Linked DNA regions of Mus musculus: region 1 is linked to region 2. Evidence: chromatin contacts called from public HiChIP or PLAC-seq data. All regions are on one chromosome and are shown on one strand. Each heading gives the region's core, a stretch centred on a gene start, on an enhancer-like site or on the middle of the called end of the contact. The rest is flanking DNA. Distances are from core to core; before and after follow the strand shown. Region 1 holds the start of Sc5d (sterol-C5-desaturase). Region 2 holds the start of Sorl1 (sortilin-related receptor, LDLR class A repeats-containing).

Region 1 (5,229 bases), core at 2,281-4,780, 140 kb before region 2:
TGCACCAGCCAGCTATCCTGGAGTTTGCAGCATTGAGGGAGCCAGAACCAGAGAAAGCCTGCCTCAGAAGAAGGTGAAAGGTGAAAACTAACTCCTTAAAGTTGTCTTCTGACCTCCATATGCACACACACTCACACACACATCATATACATATACACACCACATACACTATATGCGCGAGCGCACACACACACACACACACACACTTCACTCTTTACTCTTGTTTATTTTAAATTTCATATGGAAAACATTCTCTTTTCCTATTACCAAGATGCTAGGTCAGAAGGTACACAGCCCAGTGGCTGCTGTTACAAGGGAAATGTAGAACATAGCTAGGCTGGGAAGTCGGTAGGTAAGAGTGTGCCTCTCAAAACTGGAAGGTCAAGTGCCACCTAAAGGAAGCGGCCAGTGTGACTGTACCTAATTATTCACACAAGGAAACTCCAGTCACATTTCCCAGTTGTTTATGGATAGTATACATTTTTTTAAAATGTGAAACGCAGTCAACCAAAGGCAATTAATTACATTAGTCAGACTTTGAATCACTGGGACACAATAGTTTACATAGTTAGCTCAGAGGGGATTTTTTTTTCTTTTACTCTCTTTCTTTTTTTTTTTTTTCTCTGCTCATTGTTTCAGAGGTGTTAGCCCACCATGATGAAGATAGTGTGGTCAAGAAGCATAGAAAGAGATCCAGAGAGTCAGGGCAGGGCTTCCCTTACCAGTGACCTATCCCTAACCAGTCCCTTCATTCCACTCTTTTACTGTCTCCCAGTAGTCTTGATAGAACCCAGTGGGGAAACCCCCACTCAATTCCCAATCCGGCGCGCACCCAAAGAATCATGAATAGACTGCCCTGATGTAATTACACGAGGTCGTTTAATGACGGAGCTCCGGACCGACATGCATCTCACACAGGAGATAACAGATGTCAGCCTCGAGGCTCGAAAGTTAGGGGGTTTTATGGGGTAAGGGGCTTAGGGGTGTGGAATTCAGTATAGCGACACACTATTGGCTTATTCAAACATCAGCAGAAAAATTGCATGTACATGCAGGGTGTCAGAGTTCTGTGAGTTGTTGACTCAGTTCAGATAGCCCTGTTATGTCCTCACATTCCTCTTTATCTTTAAGGTTAAGCTGTTCCCAGGAATGTTTTAACTATGGGGCATACTTGGGTTTGTTTGTCTTTTTTCTCAGCCGCAGGCAGCCTCTAGGCTCACAAACAACCAGCAATTTCTGAGTACTTTATATGACTTACAGGTCTTGAAATTTCACCTTTCTTTCAGTCCTTAAGTTTTGAATCCATAAATGGGCGATACTATTAAGTCAGATCCTATGATTTGATAAAAATGCCCTCATAGCTACACTATGCAGTATGCTTTACTAATCTGTTAGGTGTTTAATTTTTAAAATTTTTGGTGTTGGGGGTAGTGGTGGTGTGTTTCGCCTATACATATTTCTGTGCACTGTGGGTGTGCCTGGTGCCTGCAGCAGCCAGAAAAGGGCAGCCGATTTCCTGGATCTGGAGTTAGAGATGTTTGTGAGTTGCCATGTGGATGCTGGGAAATCTAACCAGGTCCTCTGGAAGAGCAGTCAGTGTTCTTCATCACTGAGCCATCTCTCTAGCCCCGTCTTGTTTATTAATTCAATAGAATGACAACCATCCCAGGAATATCAGAAGATGAAGTGTCAGAAAATGATGAGACGTGCTCAGAAACTGAGTTGGCTTTCATCTGTATTCTAGTATTGGACCATACTTTATTTTATAAACAGAGAGGAGGCTCCTGGCTGTCGAGGAACAACTTGCTTATAGAAGGAATCAGAGTGGAGTCACCCGGTTGCTTCTCCTTTACATCTACACTTCTAGAAATTGCCCAGATGGTGTCAATTTTGGGGATGGGAGAGGAGACCTTGGGAAGTACTACAGTGGAAGCCCCAGGAGAAAGCTGATGACCAGACCCACTAAAGCAGTGCAAAGCCTAGGCTCTCACTCCAGAGCTCACCTGTGGAACTCACACATACTCCTGTCTAGTTTCTCTTAGTGTGGTGGCTGGTTTTCACCACAACTTGCCACAAATCAGCAACGACTGACCAGAGAGCCGCATGGTCCTCATCGTCTCTGTTGATATCAAAGAAGCTACCTTAAGCGCGTGCAGCATTTCTGCCAATAGGCCCAGGAGCAGAGTAGAGAGAGTATGATATCCCTTTAGCTTGCTTGGTCTTCCATCTTCCCCTGGCAGCTGAGCTTGCTTGCTGCTGCTGTCTTTGGTGAAACCCAAACTATTATTTCCAAACTTCCATTGTTGGCTGAAGGCCAGGGACTCTCCAGGTATACAGGAACTGCTGTGGCACTGAGCCTGGTAGACAGACGCTCTACCAGGCTGTTCATTTTTCCAATGTGAGACAGCCATTATAGGACTACTCTGGCTGGCAAGGTAACCAGCCTCGTGGATGGAACAGCTACTAGGGGTTTAGTTCTTCTGGGGTGAGACAACTGTTATTACTTTAAGCTAGTTTCATAAATTTTTTATGTATGTATTCATCTTATCAGTTCTGTTCCTCCAGAGAACACTGGCAAACACACTTTGTTAAGTGTAATTTATAGAGTCATTTTGGACTAGGCTTTTGCCTCAGAGCTCTGGAAGATCAGATCTGGCCAGAACTGTCTCTCATGCTCAATATATCACTTAATCAAACTGGCTTTTGAAATGCCTGGCTCCTTCTAACCAAAACAAAAAAACAAAACAAAACTAATCAATTGGTAGGACCCTGATACCAGAAACAGACGACAGGTCAATCCTCTCTGAAGTAACTCTGAAGTACTAGTCTTTTGGGCCTTTCTTCTTCTTAGGTTCTTTTCATTTTGGCCAATACTGCTGATCCCTACTGCTCACCTTAGGGAGCTCTTGTATTTTATAGAATGGGCTGCTGTCTACATTCCCGAGTCATAATTAGCCAATTTGATCTTTAAGTTCACCTCCCCCACCCCTATCTTTACCTATGTAAACCAGTTGGGCCAGATCATAACCTCTTTCTCTATTTTTATCGCTATTAATAATTGCTTTTTAAATTTACTCTGCTACACATAACTTTCGATTTACATATTTTAACGCTGCATAAGAGGACTTGCAGGGAAGTGACAAATAACTGCGGATTGATGAACGTTTGAGTCACAAAAATGGGACAAAAGACTCCACCATTAACATCAAAGGAAGCGTCATTAATCCTACTTCAGGCTGTCATTTTGCATTCATCCCGGGTCCTTTGCACGATTCTAGTCAACTTTCTGGGCGGGAAGAAAGTGGGAAGGAAAGCAAGCTTCGTCCGCCCCGTAGCAGCATCATGAAGCGCCTGGATAGTCCCGGCAGAGTGCTGGACCTGGTTCGGGGGTGCGGGGAGGCGTGGGGAGCGCGGGACGCCTACGCGGCGACCACGTGACCGCCGCGACCGCGCCGGTCCAGGTCGCGCGATCCGCCGTCACATCAGCTTATTGCGCCGGCTGCTGATTGGCCGGCTGCCTGCACATGGGCGGGGCTCTGCTGAGCGGGCGGTGTCTCGGGCGCTCTGGCTCGTACTCTCCGCTGGCTGTAAAGCCGCGGCTGACGGAGCTGCTGGGCCTGGCAGGTAGGTTCCGTGCGCTGGCAGCTGGACAGCCGCGAGTGGGAGGACCCGCGGGCGGTCGCGAGGATCCCCGGGTGCCCGGCGCCGGTACGGCATCCGCCGCACCCGTGTGGCCGTCCCTGCTAAAGCGCAGGTGGCATGGGGGGGTGGGGGTGGGGGTGGGGGTCTGGCCTGGCGGACACCTTGGTCCCCGGGGCCTGCGATGGGGATAAGGTTATATGGGAGCGGGGAAGGACCCTGGCCCGGTAAAGCTGGGTCCCTGCCAGTGCTAGAGGTTGCCTGCCTACTGTGAACCCCACATCCAGGGTGAGGTGGGAAAAGCTGGTGATTTGCTTTGCCACCGGCACTTCCTGGAGAAGGTACCAGGTTGCGAACCAGCGTCCGATTGAGGCCTAGGGAGGGTGGTGGGCCGTCACTCCCTGCCTTTCTGAAGACCATACGCTGTAGCGTGCACACTTTAAGCATCGTTAAGAAGTCACTCATACTGGCATCCCTTCTTATTGCCGAGTAAATTGGGAGGTGGTACAAGTGGAAACAATATCTCGGCGGCAGCGAAGTTATTTGACTATTTTGTGTTAGTTGAGTTTGCATTTTCATTAGTTGTGTTAAAGTGCTTACCTTCTGACCCTTACTGTCTTACGGACTTTTGCATTCATCCTGTAATATAATGAACGTGGAGAACTCAGAATTCCCCATCTGTATTTGTGACTCTAGGGAAGTAATGCTGTGTAGAACTTTTTGTGTAGGCTTTACACATCGACTGCTCCTTACAGAACAAAGCTGTTTAAGGCATTGCGCCTTCACTGTCCTGTTTATTAAGATTATACGCGGACACACGTTATAGACTTGTGAGAATTAGATGGGAGAATCTCTCCATCACTCCTCCAGATGTGTAAAGGCCGGATGAGAGGTACTGCAGAGCATCCAAGAGCTTTGGAGACTGAAGCAGGAGAATGCAAGTTCCAGGCCACATAGCCAAAGGGGGGAGGGGTGGAGTGCTTAAAATAATATGTAGTATTTTTTAAATATATAAATGGCTAGTTATTGTTCCTGTACTTTTTTCAGTTAAGAAAAATATAATAGTTTTAAGTCATTTAAGTATAATAGTGGATTTATATATGTTTACTTATTTATCTGATGCTGGGATAGGAACCAAGGCTTTGGACATACTACACCAAAGGAATATCCCTGAATTATACCCCAGGCCCATTTAATTGATAACCATGTTTTAAAGTCAAAAATTGTGGGTTTTTTTTCTGCCAAAGCAGTATACTATTTAACGTAAACTTACATTTCAAGCAATAATGCCTAATTATCTTAGAGTCCATGAGCTGTCTTTGACTTTAAGGGGTTGCACCTTTACAATTTACATACAATTTGGTATGGCCATGTGGGTGTTTCTCACTGTCTAGCACTTGATGCTGGTTGAATTGCTTTTTTTGAATTGTGAGTGGCATATATGATGGGGAAATGAGCACCTGACATTTAATGTAATTTAAGTTTTTCAGGATGAGAGAAAACATGTGTGGCTCATTCCATAAGCAACAGGCTAAGTTCCTTAGCAAACACCTCCCAGCTGTGGCCGATGCTGCAAACCTCTGGTTTCGG
Region 2 (5,368 bases), core at 242-2,741:
GAAGTCTGTGAGCATGGCGTTGGCACCTTCTCAGCTTCCAGCAAGAGCCGGATGCTGCTTCAGCTCATAGGAGGTCTAGCTGTTTTAGAGATAAAACAAGGAGGGCTCCTTGCTTTATGAGAACTGCTTTAGGCGGAGCTAAAGTTCAACTGCTCTACCCACTGTTCTTGGGAGAACAAACTTACTCCACTGAGAAAGGCCCGGTTCCTCTCAATAGCATAATCAACCCTTAAAGGCACCCACCACAATGGCAATACACTTCAACCCAGGGACAAACCCAGTTCAGATCATGACAGGTTCTGGCGGGTTGCCCAAAGCGGTATAGATTGGAGGGAGGGAGGAACGAAGGAACTAGATTAGGCTAACTAGACTGAAGTTGAATGGCAAGTAAACAAGAGACAGAACCAAGCTCCGGGCTTGCTGAAGTGGCAGAAAGGTGTGTGTGTGTGTGTGTGTGTGTGTGTGTGTGTGTGTGTGTGTGTGTGTGTGTGTGTGTGTGTGTGTGTGTGAGAGAGAGAGAGAGAGAGAGAGAGAGAGAGAGAGAGAGAGAGAGAGAGAGAGAGATCGAGAGAGATCACCTTCCCTTCTCTAAACCAATGGACGGCTTTGAGTCATCCCAATAACCAGGACTGGAGTCTGGAGAGACCTAGGATGAAATACAGGTTAATACTTAACTGCTCCCACCAGCTGGGGGAAAAATGTATAAAAGCGGTTACAATCTGGCTCTTGGAGCTGATTTTAAGGTGCATTGAAAGTGCACCCCGTCTTTGGGCATCTGATTCCTCCAGTACATGAGCAGTCTTTACAGCCTTTACAACTAATGGTGTTTGGTTGAAACACACATCTTAGCTCTGAGAGTGGCTCAATGCTGGAACATCTTAAGGGACCAAAGCAGGAGGCTGGTAGGGCCCTGGGCCATGCCTAGTGTAGTTGTCCAGGTGGAGCAAGTATAGCCTAGGTTTTACTGCTTCTGGGCAGGGTGTTTGTCTGCTATACTCTGCTGGACGCAGGGGCAGTTAGTTCAGCTTGATCAAAGGTAGTTTGAGCTGTAGCCATTTCAAGCGCATTTCTGGTAGTTGAAACCACGTAAGTTTCACAAACCAGCAGGTTCATCTTGACTTACTTTGTTGGTGTGCTAAGGGCCAGTTCTGTGGTTTGCTTTCCATTGGAGGTGAACATGAGGCCAAGGCCCAGGAAGGTGGTTGAGTGGCTGCACAAGGTGCAGAGACTGATGGCAGTTTGGGGCGACCAGGGTACCCCAGGAGCCCATGGAGTAGCTAACTCAACCCGGGGAAATAGAGCACGGCGCCCACGCAACTCTTCACTGCGGTAGGGAGGGCGAGGTGTGCGCGAAGGGGACCACGGTGCCCTCAGGCGGGCGCTCCCTGCCTTGACTTCCCCATCCCAGGGGGCGGGGCCGCAGTCGCAGCGAGCGGAGAAAGTGCGCGAAGGGGGACGCGCTGCGAGCTCACACGTGACGGCACGGCGCCGAGCGAGCGGGACCCGGCGGCGGCGGTGGCCGTGGCTGCGGTGGCGGGCGCAGCGGAGCGGCCCGGGCGGCTTGGAGCCCCGGGAGCGGCGCGCGCGGCCCCGGCCCTGGCCCCGCGCTGTCCCGGCGCGCGCTGCACATTCTCTCCTGGCGGCGGCGCCACCTGCGGGAGCGTTCGCCCGAACATGGCGACACGGAGCAGCAGGAGGGAGTCGAGACTCCCTTTCCTATTCGCCCTGGTCGCGCTGCTACCCCGCGGGGCTCTCGGCGGGGGCTGGACGCAGAGATTGCACGGTGGCCCGGCGCCCTTGCCCCAGGACCGGGGCTTCTTCGTGGTGCAGGGCGACCCGCGCGATCTCCGGCTAGGAACGCACGGGGATGCCCCGGGGGCGAGCCCGGCGGCCAGGAAGCCACTCAGGACCCGGCGGAGCGCTGCTCTGCAGCCCCAGCCTATCCAGGTGTATGGACAGGTGAGCACTTCTGCAAGCCACCTCCTTCCAGCCCCTTTCTCTCCCACCACTTCCTCACCCCCGCACCCATCCTTTGCAGTCGCTTCCCAGGTGCTGGCTCCGCTTGGGGACTTCCCGGCTGGCATGTTTGTTTCATTTCTTTTTCTTCTCCTTTCCCCCTGTACATCACATGAGTACAGCCGTCAGCACTCTGGTCGCATAGATCTTTTTTCTTTTTCCTCCTTTCTGTCGATTTTAGCAGATGTGTTCCAGGTAACTGGAAGGGTGCAGAGCCTCTCTTCCCTAGCCTGTATGCAGACAGACTAGGGTAGTTTCTGGCAGGATTTTGAGGGGTACAGCATAAATTTTACATCTGGATAAAAACGGGCATAACCCCCCTCCCTTCCACCCCAACTCCCGTACCATCCTTTGGCAGCGGGAGCGAGAATCCTGCAGTTGTAAAGCACTTAAGCAGAATTGCAGAGGAGGGCATGCCATGTTTATTCTCATGAACCCCAGTAAAGGTGGGCAACTCTCAAAGCGCTACGAATGCCCCTTGTGTACCCAGTAGACATATGTGTGCGTGTGAGCTCGTGAATATCTGCGTGTAAGGCTGGATTCTCTTCGTTGGGAGTACAGCACATCAATCCGTCCCCTTTCCATCCCAGCCCTTCAAGGTGATGGCTTTATTTTAGATAGAAACTATCTCTTATGACACTTGGGATTTGAGACTACTGCAAGAAATTTGCTGGGCTTAATATTCATTAAAGGATTTATTTCTATCCAGGCAATGGGTTTATTAGGTCATAAGTAACACACATTTCACTCATGGCCCCCACTGACTGCTGGGTTGCCAAGTTGAATTTGTCCCCCTTCGTATCAGCGCTGGTGGAATCAATTTGCCCGTATTATTGTCTACTCAGAGACTCCCAGTCCTTCAGTTAAGATTGACATCAGCAAAACTAGAAGGTCGGTGGGAGAGAAATGGTGGGCCTGATGGAGCTGACCAACACAACCATGTCCCAGAGCGACTGTTGCTTTCTAAAGTACAAATTAAGTGATTAGCTGGGGGTTCTGCCTTTCTTCACTGATTTTGGCTATAGCAAAGTCTTCCTTCAGGCCATACATAGAGTTAAGCAATCAACTCCTGGAGCCAGAAAGCGTCTCATAAAACATGCCACCCTATTGTGTCACCCTATTGTGTCACGTTTTGAGTGAAGAAACCCAAACTGTGACAGGTGCGATGACTGGTCCAAGGTCACGCAGGAAAGGGCTGTGAGCACTGTAGTTCTCTTGCCTGCATGGTCTCACTGACCTTTGGGTGCTGGGAGGTGGGGGGTCACCTTGTCTCTGCTCAGTGCTTCCTAAACATCTCCTTTCTAAAATAAAATGTATATATCGTTATGAAGACAGAGGGGCGGTTGTGTGTGGGTGGGAGTAGCTGACATCTGCCCACCACCAGACCACTTGCCCCTGGGCAGGAATGTATACCAGATGACCTGTAACTGCTTGATGGTGTATGTATGTGCGTGTGCGTCTGTGTGTACGTGGTGTGTGCAGCGCTTAGACTCCTGAAGCCCACCTGCCCTGTTTTGGGCCCAGATCCTTGTGCCCCCCTTTTCATCCCCATCTGAAACTTCCTTTTTGTAATTTGGAAGTCAGCAAGATTGCTCTTGGCAGGCATGGCAGCTTGGAATTGCCGAGGGTGGGTCTCTCCAGCTTGCTGAGCTCTGCTGTGCTCCTGAGAGGGTGGGCTGGGTGTGGGAGGAGTGAGTGTTCAGGTCCCCTCCAGCCTAGCTTTGGTGGACAGAGGCACCTTCTAGTCTCCGTGGCATCCATGCAGGTGCTCTTTATTTCCTCCTTCCTTAGGGTTTGCCCTGTGAAAATCTCCCAGGGATTTATAGCAAGCTAGAGACGAACTCTGTCCTCTTTGGGAGCCTCTCCAAACACTTCCCCCCCACCCCCCGCCCCCTGCGCTTTGCTTTCATGTCTTCAGGCCAGCCAGACTGGTTCCATTGAAGGATGCAGATCCAGCCAACAGTTGGACTCAGAATGAGGCATTCCCACACAACAGTGAGGATCCCTCCTGTACCCGTCCTCACTAGGGCTGCCTTCCTAGGCCCCCATTCCCTATTGCTACAGGTTAAGGAAAAAAATAGCATTACCCTTCCTTGTGGAGGAGTGGACTCAGACAGAAGGAAGACCTAACTTTATGGTATGGGATTTCTGCCACAAGCTCTAACCTGGTGCAGGCCCTTCGGACTACAGGCTCAGGAAGCAGTGACTGAATGGCTTAGGGGCTCTTCTCTGGGTCTCTGGGGTGATGTATGTCTATTTGGAATCACCTCTGTAGCTGAGGTGGCCATATGTGTACCTCGGTTTTTCCTGGGACATACCCAGGTATGAATAGTGCCTCCACCCCCTACCCCCCCAAATGCGGCTGTGTTATTAATCTGTATGCTTGTTTGAACTCTTACCCTGCACCAAGTTATATAAATTCCCTTCAATTCTTAAACCCACATAATTACAGTGGACAGTTGTCTGAAGGGGATATGTTTCTCAAAACACACACACACAAACAAGCAGCAAACAAAGAAAACAATTGAACTCGAGGTCATTGTAAACAAACAGGTGATAACCAGCAGACCTGTCACACTCAACCGGCCCTTACCCTACCGTGGGCTTATGTGGCTGAGGGAGGCTCTGGACCTGGAGTGATGGCTGGGGACAGGGAGACTTAGGTGCTCTGCAGTTTCTTGTCCTTGGGCCTTGGTGAGGGTAAGGGAGTAAGGGGACACTTGTCAGAGCTGGAAGCAGAAGCCAGGGAGGTGGTGAGAAGGTCACTAGCCTCAGGGGGGACAGAAGGAAGGCTTTGCCAGGGAAATTTTGGCAGAGAAAGGAGCCTGTTAACAGCATGTCACACTGGAGTGACCCTTCTTTTACCTTCCTCACTTTATGGAGTAAAGATTTTGTTATTTTGACTATATTCCTTCTCAGGATCTTTTTCTTAGAAAGATTTCCTAATACGAGGAGAGTGGTTCTGACATGATCACCCAGAAACACATTTGCAATAGTAGAGACCAACAGACCAGATTCTAAGGCTTTTCTACATAAGTTCAAATTTTACAAGGAAGGCCTATCCTTTAAAAGAGGTCAAATTAAAGGAGGAGGAAGCAATAGCTTTTAAATATATAATATATGTAATTATTATTGACAATAATCTCTAGTACATTTCTTGATAACTGTGCATATTATTAATGATTTAATAATGTATAAATATATTTAATTAATTTATATATTAAATTGTTTTGGTGGTGGTGGGGTCTCATTTAGCCGAAGTTGGCCTGAAACTGACCATGAAGCTCAGGCTAGCCTCTTAACTGGCGTTCCTCCTCTCTCTGCCTCCAGAGTACTGGGGTTAGAGGCGTGG

Evidence for each region. HiChIP or PLAC-seq counts read pairs in DNA pulled down with a chosen protein or histone mark.
Region 1: an H3K4me3 HiChIP or PLAC-seq map of forebrain shows a contact between it and region 2, with 3 times the contacts expected there. The contact joins the promoter of Sc5d here to the promoter of Sorl1 in region 2. A contact is called at or near these places in 2 of 39 promoter capture datasets (hippocampal neurons and pre-B cells), 11 of 484 Hi-C or Micro-C datasets (CD4 T cells, Th1 cells, Th2 cells and 7 more), 8 of 115 datasets of contacts at active chromatin or transcription factors (bone marrow-derived macrophages, effector CD8 T cells, embryonic forebrain and 5 more) and 3 of 9 other capture datasets (adipose tissue, liver and pancreatic islet).

Annotation. Positions count from the first base shown.
Region 1 is chr9:42,262,601-42,267,829 of GRCm38.p6, reverse strand. Sc5d (sterol-C5-desaturase) reads left to right here and starts at 3,530. Exons shown (of 6, transcript NM_172769.2): 1 at 3,530-3,624.
Region 2 is chr9:42,120,420-42,125,787 of GRCm38.p6, reverse strand. It overlaps Sorl1 (sortilin-related receptor, LDLR class A repeats-containing), which reads left to right and starts at 1,491. Exons shown (of 48, transcript NM_011436.4): 1 at 1,491-1,959. The coding sequence starts at 1,675.